2 separate regions of the Triticum aestivum genome follow, and region 2 is linked to region 1. The links are chromatin contacts, called in public HiCAR-type maps. All regions are on one chromosome and are shown on one strand. The core of a region is the stretch at or near the end of the contact, and the rest is flanking DNA. Distances in the headings are between cores, read along the strand shown.

Region 1 (4,616 bases), core at 1,087-3,586:
GTATGAGACACCGACTCATCCAACCGAGCTGTACCATCAGTTAATGTTATTGTAAAGACAGCCTGAAGGCGGTGACCAGAAAACAATTTTTGTTTCCAGGTCAACCTGGTGAATGCCATTTTTGGTCAGCCTGGAGTAGTTTATTTGGTAGTCAAACCACAAATACGCCTGGCCTCTCCCCCAAGAAAGAAAGCCACCTGCTTTGTCCTGTAAAATAGCACCTCCGCAGGGACTCGGTCGCAAAGTCCACGGACGAGAACGATTCAATTCAACCAGGAGTCCAGGACGGAAACAAAAACCAGGGCCGGCTGGGCTGATGGGGTCGGCGCGTGGGTGCTGACGCGGCGGCGAACCTAACGCATCGCCGCACCTTGTTTTCTTTTGAGGCAATAGCACCGCAGGTCCCTGAACTTGTCATGGAGGTAATGGTTTGATCCTCAAACTTGAAAAAGGTGATTATTTGGTCCTTGAACTTGTTATGGAAGTGCAAGTTTGGTCCTGAGCGAATCACAGCTCGTCAAGTGGAGCCAGCTGGGCTAGGTCGGTCAGCGCCGTGCATTTTGCAGTTTGCCTCCTGCCTTTAGCACTAATCAACCCGCACTACCCACCTGAATTAACTCTTATTATTCTTGACCCCCTCTTATTATTCTTGCTGCCTATTCTTCTCCCCATCCTAAAGTCTAGTCTAGATACCCTTCATGTGTATTTTTATATTGAGATCTGTTATCCATGGTCCCTCACGCCTGATTTCATCTTCAGTTCAAACTGTTGCTGTCTTTCTTGTCCCCTTCTATCATTTCCTCCCTTCTCGCAAAAATCCTACTATTTTCAGCTTGTTTTGGTCGGTGCCGCGGCGCCCATGATCACGCCAGTATTTTTGGCAAAGTAGTAACCATGCCAGGCCTGCGTTCCCTGCATCTGGCCTGGCAAACCGCCATTAAATCTTGCCCCCCTTTTCTTAGCAGGTGCATCATATGCAATCTTCTATCAAAGGAAACGAGTTCATGATCTGGTCCAAGTTCATGTGGGTAGTAGGAATGTAGGTTCGCTTGTGCCATTGGTATTTGACTGCTAGGTCCCTAAAGTTGGCTTCACGGCTGTGCGCTTGTCCTTGCCTTGCACAGTTCCAACGCCCAAGGAACTTTTTTATGTTAGTAACACATTTCAGTCAAGGCATATCTTGAATACTACTGAATACAACTGTAGGGTTATTGACAGGATCTGTCGGCCGTGACAGTTTATCAAGCACAGGAGACGTTCCAAGATTGCCCAGCTTGGCTGTTAAAAAACAGTTGATTAGCTTAATCGGTCCGTGCTAATCCATAGTTAACGTGTTAGAGTTCGATTGCACTTGGGAACCAAGACTAGGTAAGAATAGATGCATATCTTTTGTTTCTATCGCGTAGCACTGACGAGAGACAAGTGTCAGCTATTTACTGGGATGTGAGATCGAGGCTCTGGAATTGTCATGCTAGATTTCAGACTGAAACCCAAGCAAACAAAAAACATGTGATCATCCAAGGAGGCAGTTTTTTTAAGCACGTTGGTTATTATATTAGCCTGGCCACAGATGCTTGGTGAGCTCTGAAATGTATCTCTTCTTTCTTCAGAGACTTAGATTGATGGACGTACAGAAAGCTACATAAGCTATACGAAAATTATATCCCAGTCTATTCTTTCTTCAGAGACTTAGATTGATGGAGTACTGTTCAGACGACTCACGAGTAGCAAAATCGCAAATGTAAGAGATTTTCTTTAAAAAATATTCTGACGCCTTGTGGTATTCTTTGTTACCTATCTTGTCGAAAAGATCATCATATTATCTTCCTTCTGAACCATACGTATACATCAGTAGAATTTGAGTTGCTCACTTCTTTCGGTACAACAGTTTCTTGTATTTTGTCATGAAACAGTGCAGTGGGCTCTGAAATGCATGAAAATGTATTAGGTATCTGGTTGCGTTTCTGATGTGGCCTCAGATCTTTAAAAAATATTCTGATGCCTTGTGGAATTCTGTGTTTCCTATCTTGTCAAAAAGATGGGCATATTATCTCCCCTCTGAAGTCTGAACCATACGTATACATCAGTAGGAGCTGAATTGCTCACTTCTTTCGGTACAGCAGTTTTCGGTATTCAGTCCTGAAACAGTACATTAGGCCCTTCCGGTCCAGCCAACTTATAGGAAAAACGAAGCAAAGATCAGGGCCAATGGATTCAACATCAACTGACGGAAATGTGCATTTGCACCTAATAATTCATGGAAGACTGTAGTTCTTAGCAACATCGTTTCAGAGATTAGAGACACTCACAAATGCTGCATAGTACTGCATCACAGCTGGGTGCCAACACCTCCATGTTCTGGATGTTTTCCCATATCAGTCAGTAGAGCACAGCATATGAAAACACAAGCATCTATTATCAATTAGGTGCCAGACAGGAGATTAGGGTGTTGCATGCACAGATACAAAAGATCTACTGCCAACAGCCTATCCTATCAAGCCCTTGCCCAACAGGCTACAGCTCCGGCACGCTGGGCCTTGTTTTGCCTAGCACTTAATGCTGCGGTGCTGCAGGAACCAAGCTAAGCTCCAGCAGAACCTCATGTACCTCGCCGCCATCGCAGCCAGCCAGCCGCCGCAGACAGCGTCGCTGTCTCAGGTGAGTTCTCGTTGAGGCTGGCCTTGTTGCGGTTCTTGTTTTTCTGGAGTTGTTGGACGCCTGAATGAATCTCTTGATCGCTTTGGCGTGGTTGCGCGCAGTACCCGTCCAACCTGATGATGCAGTCCGAGCCGCGGTACATGCCGCAGCAGTCGGCGCAGATGATGTCGCCGCAGTCGCCGATGGCGGCGCGGTCGTCGATGATGTACGCGCAGCAGGCCATCTCGCCCCTCCAGCAGCAGCAGCAGCAGCACAAGGCGGCCGTGCACGGCCAGCTGGGGATGTCCTCCGGCACGACCACCGGGTCACGGTGAGGCCAGCATGGGCGGCGGCGGCGGCGACATGGCCTGCAGGTGGATAGTGCGGGTTGATTAGGGCTAAAGGCAGGGGGCAAACTGCAAAATGCGCGGCGCTGACCGGCCCAGCCCAGCTGGCTCCACTTGGCGAGCTGTGATTCACCCAGGACCAAACTTGCACTTCCATGACAAGTTCAAGGACCAAATAATCAGCCTTTTCAAGTTTGAGGACCAAACCATCACCTCCATGACAAGTTCAGGGACCTGCAGTGCTATTACCTCTTTTCTTTTGGATATGTACGTACGTATGACCTGGAGTACTCTACGTATTTGGGTTTTACGAATATACCTAGCACTACTTTCCTCTTGTACGTTTTCGGCCCGCGTGAGTGACTCACGGGCCCGTCACGCACGAAACCGCGGGTCCTCTCTCTGCCTCCGCCGCTTTTCGCTTTCATCACTGGTGCGGCGCGCTGTGCGCCCCGAGCGGCGGCCCTGCCGGTCCGGTCGGTCGCCAGAGCTGGTGCGCACTCCACTAGGGCGTATCGTATTCGTATCTACGTATCAGCCTACAGCCTACGCGACGCGACGCGACGTGTTTGCTTTCACTTTCCGGCCGGTTTCTCCTGCTTCGGGACGAGAAATGCCATGCATGCAGATGCGGTGCGGTTGTGCTACTGCCTGGCTGCGCCGCATTTCATTTTCTAAAAAGTGTGCGATCAGTAGACTCGACGGGATTTTCTAAAACGTTGTGCTACTGCCTGGCACCACGTGCGGGAGGGAGCAGGCTTGATCGATCTTGCGGCGCGAGGACAGAACGGAATTAGCGTACCGCGTACGTCGACTGCCTCGTGCTCCCTGTCCCCGATCGATCGTTGACTCCGAGCATCACGGCCAGCCTAGCGCGGCTGTAGCGGATCGGACGGCCGGCGAAGCAGGTCTCTTCGCGTGGTCCATTCCACGTTTTTGTCGTGGCCAACGTAGAGTAGAGGGTCCAGTGTTCGATCAACGGCAACGATAAAATAATATACTGTAGTACTTGTACTCCCACATTTCTTTCCCACATGGGGCATGGCCGCATGGGCTGCAAGTGTGTGACGCGGTCGTGCTTCTCAGCTCCGAGAATGCACCGCTGCCCGTACTCTGCATGAACCCGCACGTATCTATCACAGTATCGCGCCGTTCACACCTTGTCTTCAGTCGCAGCACTCTCCGCTTGCAAATACGTACGGACGTCCAACTAGAGGTGGTACATTTCCAATGGTATTTGGCCACCTGACGCGGTGACGCGACTCAAATCAAGGACCGCCGGCCGTCGTCGACTCATCATACCACCTATGGTACGGAGCTCCCTGGAAACGGAAAGTTAAGAGCATCTCCAGCCGTTGCCCCCCCGCGCCTAAAATAGCCGCCTGGGGGCGAGCCGACGCAAAAAAAAAGCCTGGGGCGAGTTGGTCCCCAGTCGCCGGCCCCAGGGCCACCCCAGATGCGTCTAATTTTTTCAGAAAAAAAAACGTTCGGCGAAGTTCGGTTAAACACGACTAAATTTCGGCAAACTTTGGCATATATTAGACATATTCGCGACGCGCTACATAGCAAATATAACTAAAAAAGAAATCGCTGAACGCCGAGTAGTCGCCGTCGTCGCCGCCATCCTCGCCG
Region 2 (4,616 bases), core at 632-3,131, 250 kb after region 1:
CGTCCTGCTTCTAGTTGTATTGCTTGAGTATCGATTACAAGGGAGCGAATTCGCTTGACCTAACTTTCGATCAATTGTTTTCTTCCCCCTAACTCGCCGCAGGGTCTCGCCTTTACATACACAGGTCGAGACCCCGAGGCTTACAAGAGTCCAAGTCAGATCACACAACGTGACCAACTTGGTTTCTAAGTCACCCTGCCTTACAAGGCAAGTCATCATCGTGGCTCACACCTTCCGGGTCATGGTCATGTCCGCCGGGTCTTGGGCCTTCAACAAGCCCACCTTGTAAGCCGCCGCCAGTCTTCATGTTCATCTTCTTGGACCTATCTGGGCCTTCTTCATATTGAGTCACCAATGGTATAACCCGGCTCCTCCTAGGCGGGTCATACCTCGGGGTTATATACCCAACAGCCTTGGATGACTTCCACGGTCTGAACAGTTGCGGGAGGTTTACTGGTCGGTGTTGGAGATGCCCTTATACCATTGTTTTCCAGTCACATGAAATAATAACCTTCTGTAGAAGTAGATTGTGAGCCAGGCTTGAGCTTCTCGGCACGCAAGGGCCTCAAGGCTTGCCAAGTTGTTAATGTTGGGGAAGACTATAGCTGAGGATCTCAGGAACAATACCCTTATGATTCATACATATTTTGCAGATGCATCTGACTCCCCATTACGCAAGTCCGCCGTCAACGTTTATTTTGGCCACACACGAGGTGGCTGCCATGATATGTGTTGCCGAATAGGTCTGGGAGGTGCGGGAACTGCCGGTCTTGGACGCTTCAACTCATCAAGCTCGGTAATGTACCTTAACATGTTAAGATTGTAGTTTGCTCCTTCAACAAAGGAGAGATAGACTCACCACCACCTTTGACCATTAGCCTAGCACAATTAAGAAAAGTAGATATATGTCCCTCAAAAGAACAGTAGAAGTATGAACAAATCATATATACAGGACCGCATTTAATTTCCTTTTGTTATCAAATACATGTACACTGGCAAATGAACCAGACGACATTCTCATATACTACTCCTACCTTTTTGAATTTTCCTCACCAACATCGTTGTTCCAAGAAATGGTTAATACTCCCTACGTCCCATAATATAAGAACATTTTTCAAGCTAGGTTAATTTGAAAAACGTTCTTATATTATGGGACGGAGGGAGTAAAAAAAAGACGCCAAAAATCCTATAAAAAGTCTTGTAGTAATTTCCTTCCATTTTTATCACTCGGCGTCGCTTGGCGATGTTCTTATGAGCATTTCGTCACTCGGCATCCTCTTCGATGGTGCTGAGCTGCTTGAGCGCCTTCTTCGCCGGCGGAAATGCCGTCACGGCAGCTTTCTTGCCGATTTTCGCCTGATTACCTGAGGCTTTCACAGAGTACTCCCCGAGGGTCCTCTCGTTCAGCTTCGCGTTGACCTGGGCGTCCACGTCGCCACGCCCGCCCTCGGCGTGCACCGGCGTAACGCGCACCTTCCTGATGCCGGCGCCTCGTCCACGCGGCCGCGCTCTCGCCGCCAGCGCCTCGCTGGCCTGCACCGCCATGGCCGCCATGTCGGCGCTCGAGAGGGGCCGCCCGAGCATCGCCGCGGGGAGCACGAAGTATATCTGGCCGGGACGGAGCAGCTCGCCGCCGCCGAGCGCCGGTACGTCCTCGTCGAAGTAGAGCGCGTCGGAATTGCACAGGAAGAACGAGCCGCCTGCATTGCCTGCGGCGAGGACGTCGGAGACGCTGACAGGGGAGGAGGTGGCGAACTCCGTGAGCGAGCCGTCGGCGGCGATGACGCGGGCCGACGACGGCTGCTGCTGAGGCGCGACGCTGCTCCGGTGGTTGCGAGAGAGACCTGATCCCATCCACGGTTTTCTAAATACGGTTGAATGGTTTTGGTGTTTGGTGACGACTGGACGCGGAAAGAGGATGCATATATAGACCACGCGCCGAACGAACGTGGACGACAGTAGGATAGGAGCCTAGGAGGGACATGGTTGAATCTGGAAACGAATTAAATTAAAATGCACATGCATTTAGCTCCCTTGGTTTTCTGTTATTTGTGAGCTTGTGACTCCTTGATTCTCAGTTTCTCATGGTGACGGATGGAGGACTCCTTTGTTTATTTCTTGTCTTGAGCCAAAGCAAATCTTGTTTTCTTGTACTACCAATTGTATGTTGCACATAGTACCATTAGTTAACATTATTCCAAAGTCAGCCAAAAGGCCGTGGCCAGAAAATATATTTTGCATCCAAGCCAACCTGGCGAATCTTGCTATAGTTTATTTCGTAGTCAAACTGTCAAGCCACAAATTCGCCTGGCCTCTCACCCAAAAAAGAAAGCCACCCGCCTCGTCATGTAAAACAGCACCTCGGTAGGGACCGGGCCGCAAAGTCTCCACGGACGAAGCGCGAGGGAGCCAGGAAAGAAGGGGAGTGACGGAAACAAAAACCAGGGCCGGCCGGGGTCGGCGCGTGGGCGCTGACGCGGCGGCGGACCGAACGCATCGCCGCACCTTGTTTTCTTCTGGATATGTACGTACGTACGTATCATACGACCTACTCCCACGTATAGTAGGTAAAATATATGGTATTTTTTGGTGTCTTATAATTACCGTGCGTTTCGCTGGGTCCGCGTGATTGACTCACGGGCCCGCCACGCACGAAACCGCGGGTTCTCTCTCTCTCGCCTCTGCTGCCGCTTTCCGCTTTTGCGGATGGTGTGCGGCGCGCTGTGCGGCCCGAGCGGCGGCACTGCCGGTCCGGTCAGCCGCCACAGCTGGTGCGCGCTCCACTAGTGCGTATCGTATTCGTATCAGCCTGCAGCCTACGCGACGGGTTTTGCTTTCACTTTCCGGCCGGTTTTTCCTGTTTTGCCGCGCGTACGTGCGCCGTCGTAGCTCGCTAGCTAGGCCGCGCTGAGGGTCACAATGCACGTAAAACCGTGTGCCGCGCAAAACGCACGGTGAAAGAGAAGCGGAAAGCACGGGACGTTTGGTTGGGTTGCGTCTCTTCTTCGTGCGCGCGCTATGATCTTCCGTGCCCGTGCGTGCGTCATGCTTTGCAGCTTGCGAGCATATAGGTATGCCCGTAAAATAAGAAGGAAGGAGTACAGTGCGTGCATTGGATCGGGAGATGGCGCGAAATCCTCGTACCACGTGCAGGGAAGGCTTGATGCCTTGATCGATCTTGCGGCGCCAGGACAGAACGAAATTACTACTACTACTACAGCCATCTCAGACATTGGAGTACCTCGTGCTCCTTGTCCCCGATCGATCGTTGACTCCAACAAACATAATCTCAGACAACCTAGCGCGGCTGTAGCGGATCGGTGGGCGAAGGAAGCAGGTTTCTTGGCGTGGTCCTCTCTCTCCTCATGCGCCCGATCCATCATTCCAGGTTTCTTGGGGTGCAGGTGCGACTCGGTCCCGGTGCCTCTCAGCTTCCAAAATATGTCCGTACTCTGCATGTCCGCGCACGCATCACACCCCTCCCACTTTTTCTTCAGTCGTACTACTAGTAGATGTCTCCGCTTCTTTTTCTTTTTCGAACGTCTAGATGTCTCTGGTTGCATGTACGGGCGTCGTCCTACTGGAGGGGGTACACTTCGAACGGTATTTCTCAACTTTTTTTTTCATGGTAATACGTATCTCATTCATATCATAAAGAACAAAGTACAAGTCACGTAAAGACCGACATGACAAAACCGAAAAGATAGCAGAACATCTATGAGCTTGATACCAACGCCTGTCACCTGCCTCCGGCACCACCACAACAGCCACCGAAGAAAAGAATGACGAATCACCTCCTCACCCGAGCTCGACGCGGCTACATCACTGATATGCAGCTTTGCGGACCTTCAAGGTGGCTCACCAAAAATGAAGCCCTTACCGTTGAACGAATCAGACCGGGGCAACATCCCGGACACTCCACCTGCCTGTCGTGAGTCGTAAACAAGGGCCGCGGACCAATGTCGTATCAACGTATTGTATGTACGGCATGGCGCTCCCGGTGTAGTAGAAACTGAAAGTTCGAAAGTTGTGTCTCCTCCAACACCGCCTTGATTGCGGGTTTCATCAGACGGTTTAGTGATAACAGTGGTGAAAGAGATCGATGCAACGGGACTCACGTGAAAGGAGAAAAAAAATACTTCTCCAGAACGGATAGCTCAAAGTGGAGCCCTGTCACGTCTCCTGCTGATGCCAGTGGACGTGACCCGCACTTGACCGCACCGAAGTTTTTCTCCGCCTCCAAAATTGATCAATTCCCCTGCTTCCTTCGCGTCGTTCCTACGCCGATTTTAAAACAAAATTCAAATCAATCCCCAAACCCAAACGCGCTTCTGCAACATGCCGAATTGCTGATGGCAGCAGACCAGCGCCCATCTGGAGTATACTGTAAAGTAATTAGGGCTGATCTCTATCTGATGAAAATGTTATCGCCAGCGCCGCGGCCGGCCGACAGTGACCTCAACGGCTCTGAACTCTCAAGCCTGACGGCTCCTGCTGGGAACCACACCTTTCTTTCAGGAGACACAGCATCGATCCCATCCCATGGACATGGTCGCTGCGTCCCCTTCAAAGTTTCTTTCTTGGATAGGAAGTGTGCGACTTGACGATCGGGGCGG

Evidence for each region. HiCAR-type assays count read pairs that join an accessible place to other places.
Region 2: a contact with region 1 is called in a HiCAR-type map of leaf, with 6 times the contacts expected there. The contact joins the promoter of LOC123167374 here to the promoter of LOC123169725 in region 1. A contact is called at or near these places in 1 of 5 Hi-C or Micro-C datasets (leaf) and 1 of 1 datasets of contacts at active chromatin or transcription factors (leaf).

What each region holds. Positions count from the first base shown.
Region 1 is chr7D:507,136,584-507,141,199 of IWGSC CS RefSeq v2.1, forward strand. LOC123169725 (GRF-interacting factor 1) reads left to right here and starts at 2,337. Exons shown (of 2, transcript XM_044587594.1): 1 at 2,337-2,658; 2 at 2,760-3,275. The coding sequence starts at 2,557. The coding sequence ends at 2,972.
Region 2 is chr7D:507,390,003-507,394,618 of IWGSC CS RefSeq v2.1, forward strand. It overlaps LOC123167374, which reads right to left and starts at 1,882. Exons shown (of 1, transcript XM_044585218.1): 1 at 933-1,882. The coding sequence starts at 1,854. The coding sequence ends at 1,264.